2 separate regions of the Rattus norvegicus genome follow, and region 2 is linked to region 1. A link is a contact called in public Hi-C data. All regions are on one chromosome and are shown on one strand. The core of a region is the stretch at or near the end of the contact, and the rest is flanking DNA. Distances in the headings are between cores, read along the strand shown. Region 1 overlaps Prkcd (protein kinase C, delta). Region 2 holds the start of Rft1 (RFT1 homolog).

Evidence for each region. Hi-C and Micro-C count contacts between places; a contact is called where the count stands out from the background.
Region 2: a Hi-C map of kidney shows a contact between it and region 1, with 2.0 times the contacts expected there. The contact joins the promoter of Rft1 here to the enhancer-like site in region 1. A contact is called at or near these places in 8 of 12 Hi-C or Micro-C datasets (the A7r5 cell line, frontal cortex, hepatocytes and 4 more) and 1 of 1 datasets of contacts at active chromatin or transcription factors (oligodendrocytes).

Annotation. Positions count from the first base shown.
Region 1 is chr16:5,785,071-5,789,087 of GRCr8, reverse strand. Prkcd (protein kinase C, delta) reads left to right here. Exons shown (of 19, transcript NM_133307.2): 4 at 470-669; 5 at 1,957-2,017; 6 at 2,179-2,341; 7 at 2,438-2,469; 8 at 3,526-3,611; 9 at 3,850-3,979. Among named protein-coding and RNA genes, the nearest start is that of Prkcd, 19 kb to the left of the region's middle. Within about 2 kb of position 2,592, at least 3 of the 93 cell types and tissues checked have an H3K27ac peak or open chromatin away from gene starts, as enhancers often do. A contact at or near this core is called in kidney, where this site is marked.
Region 2 is chr16:5,832,048-5,836,046 of GRCr8, reverse strand. Rft1 (RFT1 homolog) reads right to left here and starts at 2,501. Exons shown (of 13, transcript NM_001135866.1): 1 at 2,386-2,501. The coding sequence starts at 2,448. It overlaps LOC134482446 (a long non-coding RNA gene), which reads left to right and starts at 2,507. Exons shown (of 2, transcript XR_010058555.1): 1 at 2,507-2,768.

The DNA.
Region 1 (4,017 bases), core at 1,343-3,842:
GATGGCTGCTGCCCACACACCTGTGAGGTTCTGACTGCGCTGCCCCCTCCTCCTGGAGGTCCCTGAATCTTAAGGGACGGTTCAGAGTCTCTGTCTTTGTCCCCTGCAACCCCAGCACAGCTGTGACTTACTGCGTACCTGAGGAATGCAGGGTTCATGTCTTTGGGACTGACCGTGGTTAGCATGTGGCAGCTCGCATGTGATCACTGGGTGAATGCAGGCAGAAAGGGAAGTTGAAATGGAGCTGGAGTAGAGTTCCAGGGAAGGGAGCAGTGAGAGCGAAGCACTGTGGGTGGCACGAGCCAGAGTCCTAATGGCACAGAGGCTGCTGGGTGTTCAGTACGATGTGAGAGCCACAGCACATCCTTGGGGCTGGAGAGAAAGTCGACTGTGTACAATCGAGGGATAAGGAAGTCCAGGAAAGTAGGAACTCGCCTCGGTCTGACTTCTCTGCCTGGCCCTGTCGCAGACCGAGGGAAGACTCTGGTACAGAAGAAGCCCACCATGTACCCTGAGTGGAAGTCAACATTCGACGCCCACATCTATGAAGGCCGTGTCATCCAGATCGTGCTGATGCGGGCAGCTGAAGACCCCATGTCGGAGGTGACCGTGGGCGTGTCAGTGCTGGCTGAGCGCTGCAAGAAGAACAACGGCAAGGCTGAGTTCTGGGTGAGAGGCTTGTGAGCCAGGGTCTTGCATGGATGCTCGTGGGCTGGGGCTTGGAGAGTGAATGAGTTCAATTCTGTAGCTGCTGTGACCTGAGCTTAAATCCTGGCCCCGATGTACCAGTCCTCGGCCCCCGAGCCTCTTTCCACTTCAAGGTCCCACCAGAGAAAACGAGCACTGATGTCAAGTGCTTAGTGCAAGCCAGGCGTAGTGTCCTAGGTTTATAATCCTACGTACTTGGGAAGCTGACACGGGGTGCCACAAGTTCAAGGCCTGCCGGGTAACGTGAAGTTAGCTGTGGCTGTGGCTCAGTGACAGAGTGCTTGTGTAGCATCTCTCCAGCACCACAGAGTGTGAGGCACCTCCTATGGCCTGCAGGAAGTCACCATGGTAACTTAGCTAACTCTCCCCGCCAGTTAATGTGGACAGGCAGGGTATGCTCGTACAGTGCCGAGCTCCCACCCCAGCACCAGGCCCCCTTCTCAGGCACCTGTTGTTCCTATTTTGGGGAGTCTGCTGAGGATATTACAGGTCTAGCCAGGCACGGAACCCACATCACGATATTTAGCAGAAAAGAGGTAAGAGAAGAAAGTTGGCAGTCTGCACACTCACCTGCTGAAACTAGGACTGCACATGCCTGGGGCCACATGCATCTGTGGTAGTGTTCTTGTTGGCTGCAGAATGCCAGAGCCAATACAATCCTGTGGTCTTCTGCAGCCAAAATGTGTTTTTAAAAAGGCTCAGTGACCATTGGACACACTGGTCAGCCTTAATGAGTGAAGGAGCCTAGATAGAAGGGGGGTCACATAGGACAGCCCCGACTCTTAAGCCGGTTAGGCAGGGATCCAGGAGCCTCCTGGCCAGGTGCTCTCCTTGAGGAAATAGCACTGGCTCTGTGTCCCGAGAGGCTTGGGCCTTTCCCTCTCTGGACTGTCTGGGCTACTGGAGAACCGATCTCTGAGAGCAGCGTTCTGCGTTCTCAGGCACAGTGGTGTGGTGTCTGCGTGTGAAGATGGGGGTAGGGCGGGGAGTTCCCCTGTACACTGTTCCTGGGCCGTGTGGCCTAGCAGGGTGTGGGCTGGACCCTTTTCACTTCCCCAAATGTAATAATACCCTGGGTGCAAAGTGGGGCGGGGCTTGGGCGGGGCCCTGCCTACCCTGGACAGGCTGGGGTCTGGCCAGGCTCTAGGGCCCCCCTTGGCCTTGAGGGAGACCAATGGGGTGGGTTCTGAGTCTCCCATGGGCCAGGCCCGCCCTCACTGACTTGACATCCCCCTCCCACCCCTGCAGCTGGACCTGCAGCCTCAGGCCAAGGTGCTGATGTGTGTGCAGTATTTCCTGGAGGATGGGGGTAAGGCCCACGGGCAGGGCAAGCTCCTTTGCCAGGTCAGAGGCAGCTGGAAGGAGTCCCAAAGCAAGCAACTCCCATGGGGATGTGTGGGGGCCATCTGGGGAGGGACTGGAGGGGCTGACCTTAATGGACTGGGGCTGACTTTACTGTATGGCTCGTAGATTGCAAACAGTCCATGCGTAGTGAGGAGGAGGCCATGTTCCCAACTATGAACCGCCGTGGAGCCATTAAACAGGCCAAGATTCACTACATCAAGAACCACGAGTTCATCGCCACCTTCTTTGGGCAGCCCACCTTCTGTTCTGTGTGCAAAGAGTTTGTCTGGTGAGGGCTGGTAACCCCTGCCGGGGGTGGCACAGGAAGGAAGGGATTGAACTGGAGCATCCTCACTCACTCTGCTGTTGGGGCTTTGCCTTTCAGGGGCCTCAACAAGCAAGGCTACAAATGCAGGCGTAAGTCTCTCCTCTGTTTGGTGTGTGCATGTATGTGCTGACGCGTGTCACTGTGTCTCTGGGTCTGGATAGCAAGTCTGGACAAGAGCCCTATGTACATGAGTGTGTGTGCTCGAGTCAGTCAGTGCCAGGCTGGCTTGTTGCAGCTGGCTGGATCCAGTTCTGTGCATTCCTTCCTAACTCTGTGCAGGTTCCCAGGCTGTTGCCCAAAATCTGCTGTTGTAGAGATTTACATGGAGACCAGCCACTGACTAGGCAGGGACACACACGAGGTCTCTGCCCCCAGGGTGGGCGTGAGATCCTCACTAGCCCTCCCATGACTGTATGCTTGTTGTAGATGAACGTGTGTGACGCACAGGTGTGAGCGTGAGCGCTCCTTTCACGGTGACACAAAGTGTGCAGCAGTCTCTGCAGACCATGGGTGTGATCGAGCACAGGCTGCTCTCCCAAGTGCACGGCCTTGGTCTCAGCACGGGCCAAGTGCCCCTTTCCTTGTCTGTAAACTACAGACAGTAGGTTCAAGTGTGAAGACCCATGGGATAACATACATACATGTAAGCTATGTTTTGAGGGCTTAGCAGGTGGTGAGTGTTCAGTAAAAGAAGTCTGTTGTTGTGATCACGCAAGCTCTGTGTGGATGGGCAGGTGTCTCTGCGGGGCGTGTCATATGGACCGGTGAAGGAGAGCTCAGCAGCTACTTGCTGACCTGGAGGAAAGAAATCGAAAAGAGGGGCTTTCCTCCTGCCCCTATACAGTCTCACTTCTTACTACCCACCCCCCACACACACCACTACTGAGGGTCCTTGAGCCTTCTCTAATTCTAACTACCCTTTAGACTGGCCTGTCTCTTGCCCATGCTTTGCAGGCTGCTCTGGAAAGGATAGCGGGGGGAAGGGGGAATAAAGCCCCGGGCTGAGGCCTGTGTAGGGTGAGGGTGTGGGCGGCCAGTGAGAAGGCTGGCTTTGTGCAGAGGGCTGTAGTTGGCCAGTAGTGTCAGCTCAGACTCTGCCTCTCTTGGTGCCTCCCCCACCCCGCCTGGGCCTGTGCCCCTTCAAGAATGCAACGCTGCCATCCATAAGAAATGCATCGACAAGATTATCGGCCGCTGCACTGGCACTGCTACCAATAGCCGGGACACCATCGTGAGCTGGGCCCAGGGCGCGGGGGTCTGGGGACTGTTAGATGGGAGGGCCATGGGTACCCAAGACTCTGTGGGGCTCACCTTCTTTCCTCACTTTCTTTCACTTTCCTTGCATCTTTTCTGGGCTCCTTGGGCCTTTGGGTTTCCCAGACCTTGGTGGAACCCCGTTATGCACCTGACAACCTACAGTTTTGGAGAGCTGGCATGTGACCCCTGACCTGTGATACCCTTCCCTCCAGTTCCAGAAAGAACGCTTCAACATCGACATGCCTCACCGATTCAAGGTCTATAACTACATGAGCCCCACCTTCTGTGACCACTGTGGCAGTTTGCTCTGGGGATTGGTGAAACAGGGATTAAAGTGTGAAGGTGTGTGCTACACAGGTCCCAGGTCCTCCACCTCCTAA
Region 2 (3,999 bases), core at 1,252-3,751, 47 kb before region 1:
CCATATAGAATGGGAGGGGGAGTTAGGGGATGTTGGCATGGAAACCAGGAAAGGGAATAACATTTGAAATGTAAATAAGAAATACCCAATTTAATAAAGATGGAGGAAAAAAAAAACTTTACACGTATAAAAGCTTTTACATTTGTTGAGTATTTGACCCTTAAAAACAACCAAGCAGGCTAATCACGGGAGCACAAGCCTTTAATCCCAGCATCCACAAGGCAAAAGTGGACAAATTTGAGACCAGCCTGGTCTATGTAGAGAATTCTAGTCCAGCCAGGGCTACACAGTGAGACCCTGTCAAAAGAACAAAACAACAAAAGACAGCCAGGGCTGAGACTACAGCTCAGTGATGCGCTGGCTTAGGATGTGTGGAGCCATCAAGTTGCAACAGCAAAGGACAGCCAGGCAAATTCACCTGAAACAGAACTCAGAATGAAGCAATCTCACCTAATATCAAACAACAAATGGATGGCCCAGCTTAGCTTCATACAGAATCCACAGAAGCCAATCTGGGTAGTAAGGTATTTCCAAAGGTGGGGGGAAAAAATCAACACTATGCTGCTGGAGAGATGGCTCAGCAGTTAAGAGCACAGACTGCTGTTCCAGAGGTCCTGAGTTTAATTCCCAGCAACCACATGGTGGCTCACAACCATCTGTGATGGAATCTGATGCCCTCTTCTAATGTGTCTGAAGACAGTGACAGTGTACTCATACACAAAAAACAAGTAAATCTTAAAAAAAAAACAAAACAAAACACTATGCATAATATATTGAACTGGTGTATACTGTGAAAGAGAAAAACAAAGAACTAGACAAACGGAATTAAATGAAGAGTAGCCAATTTTGCTTTATATACTGTGTGCAAGGCACTTTTCTACATCCTTCAAACGTAGCTTATTTTACCCTACACTGCCATTTACAAACTTCTTATGCTAATAAAAGTAGCTAACATTTACTAAGCACCTTGTAGTGTACCAGAACATAACAGAAATTATTTCATCTAATCTTCCTAATCACCCTGTGAAGTTGCAGTACTGTTCTCATTCAAAATGAGGAAGCAGCTGGGATGGTGGTACATGTCAGGATGGTTACCCCAGCACTTCATATGCTGCAGCAAGAGTAGCAAGAATTCAAGGCCAGCTTGGGCTACATAGCAATCTCTTTTCTAAAAAAAAATAAAATAGGGGTTGTGGATTTAGCTCAGTGGTAGAGCGCTTGCCTAGCAAGCGCAAGGCCCTGGGTTCGGTACCCAGCTCCAAAAAAAAAATAAAATAAAATAAAAATAAAATAAAATAAAATAAAATAAAATGCAGAGGCAGGGCAGATCTGAGTTCAAAGCCATCCTGGTCAACAGAGTGAATTACAGGACAGCCAGGAAGGCATAGAGAGATCTTGTCTTTTAAAATAAAAGACAAAGACAAAGATGAAAAGGAAGTTGAAGAAGGAAGTCAGGCAAGCAGGAAGGAAGGAGAAAGGAAACGAAAAAAAAATGCTCAGTAAAAAGTCAAGTGATTTTTAACTTATTTTTGAGATAGGGTCTAAGTATATAGCCCTATCTGGACTGGAGCTCAGATTGGAACTCACACAGAACTCAACCTCTTGAATGTTGGGATGAAAGACTTGTGCCACTACACCTAGTCCAAGTAATTTGTATCTTAAAAGCAGTCATCTAACCTGAATCTAACTCAGCCTGGTTCTCTCTCCTAACCTCTTTGTGCCTCTTTGGTGAAGGTGGATTCTGGATCATGTGGATGAACTGACAAGAAAAAAAAAATAAAAAGCCAAAAAACGTCTGTCCAAGGACAAACTGCAGACGCAGTCTATTAAGTGCACTAGGATTCAGGTACTGTGCTAAGTGCTCTTATTCAAATGATCCCAAATAATCCTTGCAAATTGTTTTCTGAATTAGATACTATTACACTCATTTTGTCAACAAGGAGCTAAAAGACTCTGGGACTGAAGTGACGTGTTCTAGGTCACACAGCACGCAATGCCTGAACCCGGATCCCTGTTCTTAGCTATGCCATATGGTCTCTCTAAACTCAATGCGAATCAGAGTTGAAGAACGGTGTTTTGAGGATCAAGTGTGGAGCACTCAGGAAATGAACCCCTTAAAATATCAGATTAAAGTAGCCTCCGTCTCTACCACTTGTTTAAATCGTCTCCTATTACCACACAGTAATACAATGCTCAGAAAGCAAAGGCATCTTTGTCAATGGCATCAGCCGAGACTGGAACCGTAGACTCCCAACTCCTAGACCCGGCGCCCCTCCCCGCCGTCGTGGTCCCCCGTGGGACCCCGTGCAATGCGGGGAACCCAGAGTAGCCTCCCCCTGAGGCCTTGCCGGGGCACCACACGCTGGAGCGGGCGCAGCAGAGTACCTGCAGCAGGAGACCCGAGGAGGCCAGCCGGGCCGCCTGGCCCAGTACCTCCTGGCTGCCCATAGCCTCAGAGGCTCGGCTCAAAGGAGGAAACGCGCCCCGCGCCTGCTTCGTCGCGGAAAAATGGCGTCACGGACAGACTCGCTCCTGATTGGGGACTTTGACAACGGAGGCGGAGCACAAGGAGCTGCGAATCCAAACAACTTGTGAGGCTCTGTCTCTACCGCTTCTTGCTTGTGTTTGATTTCGGTGTTTTATTTTCTTTTTGTTTTTGTTGTTGTTTTGAGAGTGTGTTCAACGTCGGTCCCTGTAGTCCATGTTGACCTAGAGATCGCAGCCTCTGGAACATTGGGTTAACTAGGGCGCACTCCTAGGCCCAATTGGTATGATGTCTTTTGGCTTGTTTTTTTGTTTTGTTTTGTTTGAGACAGAGTCTCATTATGTAGCCCTGGTTAGCCTAGAGCTCGATACATAATTTTAGACTTGCCTCGAACTCAGTGATCTGCCGGATTCTGACTCCCAAGTGTAGGGTTTCCAACTGTTATTTTGAAATAAGGTCTTTCTGTGTAGCCAAGGCTGGCCTGGAATTCACTTAGAGAGTCTAGGATAGCCTTGAATTCCTGATCCTCTTGTCTCCAGCTCCCAGGTAATCTATGTTTTTCTAATTAAATTTTATTTTGTATAGTGTAGTTGTGTGTGTATCACTGAACTCTTCAGAAGTCAGTTCTCTTTCCACCTTTGCATGGGTTCCGAGATCAAACTCAGATTGGCAGGTTTACATGGTAAACTCTTAACCTGCCCGGCTAATGTGCAGGCCTGCTAAACATCTTCCCTGCCTAGCTTCCCGGTACTGGGGATTGAACCTAGAGCTTTATTAATGTAACGTGAGTGCTTTACCACAGATACCACAGTCCCATCCCTCTTCTTGCTTTGATTTTTTTAAATGGAAGTTGTTTCCTTTTATGAATATGTCTCTATTGCAAATAAATCCAATACTATGGCATTAGACACTGGGGTCAGAGGCTGGAGGTTCATAGTGTGTTCACCAAACACTTGAGAAACTCTAGGTACCACATACACCTACTCTGAACTCCAACACTCAGGGGTGAAGGCTGAAGGACCAAAAATTTAAAGTTGTCCTTAGGTGCATAAGGAGATTGAAGCCCAAGATGCAGAAGACCCTGTTTCAAAGCAAAGCAAAGCAAGCAAGCAGTGGTGTCAGGACACAGTGCTCAGCAGAGACGCTCAGATTCTTGCCATTGGCTCTTACACAAATGTAGGTACAGAACCCTTCCACCAACTGGGCTGGACAGGACTTCTCCCCATTTTGCAAAGGAAGAACCGGGGACTAAAAGTCAGACACAGCATTTTCATGTATGGAGTTTTGTAGAAACCTTCCCAAAGCTCTGATACTTGGGCCTGGTTGTCAGAGAGGAGGAAAGGAAGCCTGGGAGGTACAAGGTGCCTTGTTTGAATCTGCACATCACGGACCTGGGCAGAACAGACCAGGTCAAAGGACAGACTGGAAGTATTTCATACTTTTTCCCCAAAGTCCCCAGCATAAACGATCACCGTTTCTAAGCTCTTGGGCCTTCCTTGCTCTCTGGTAGTTGT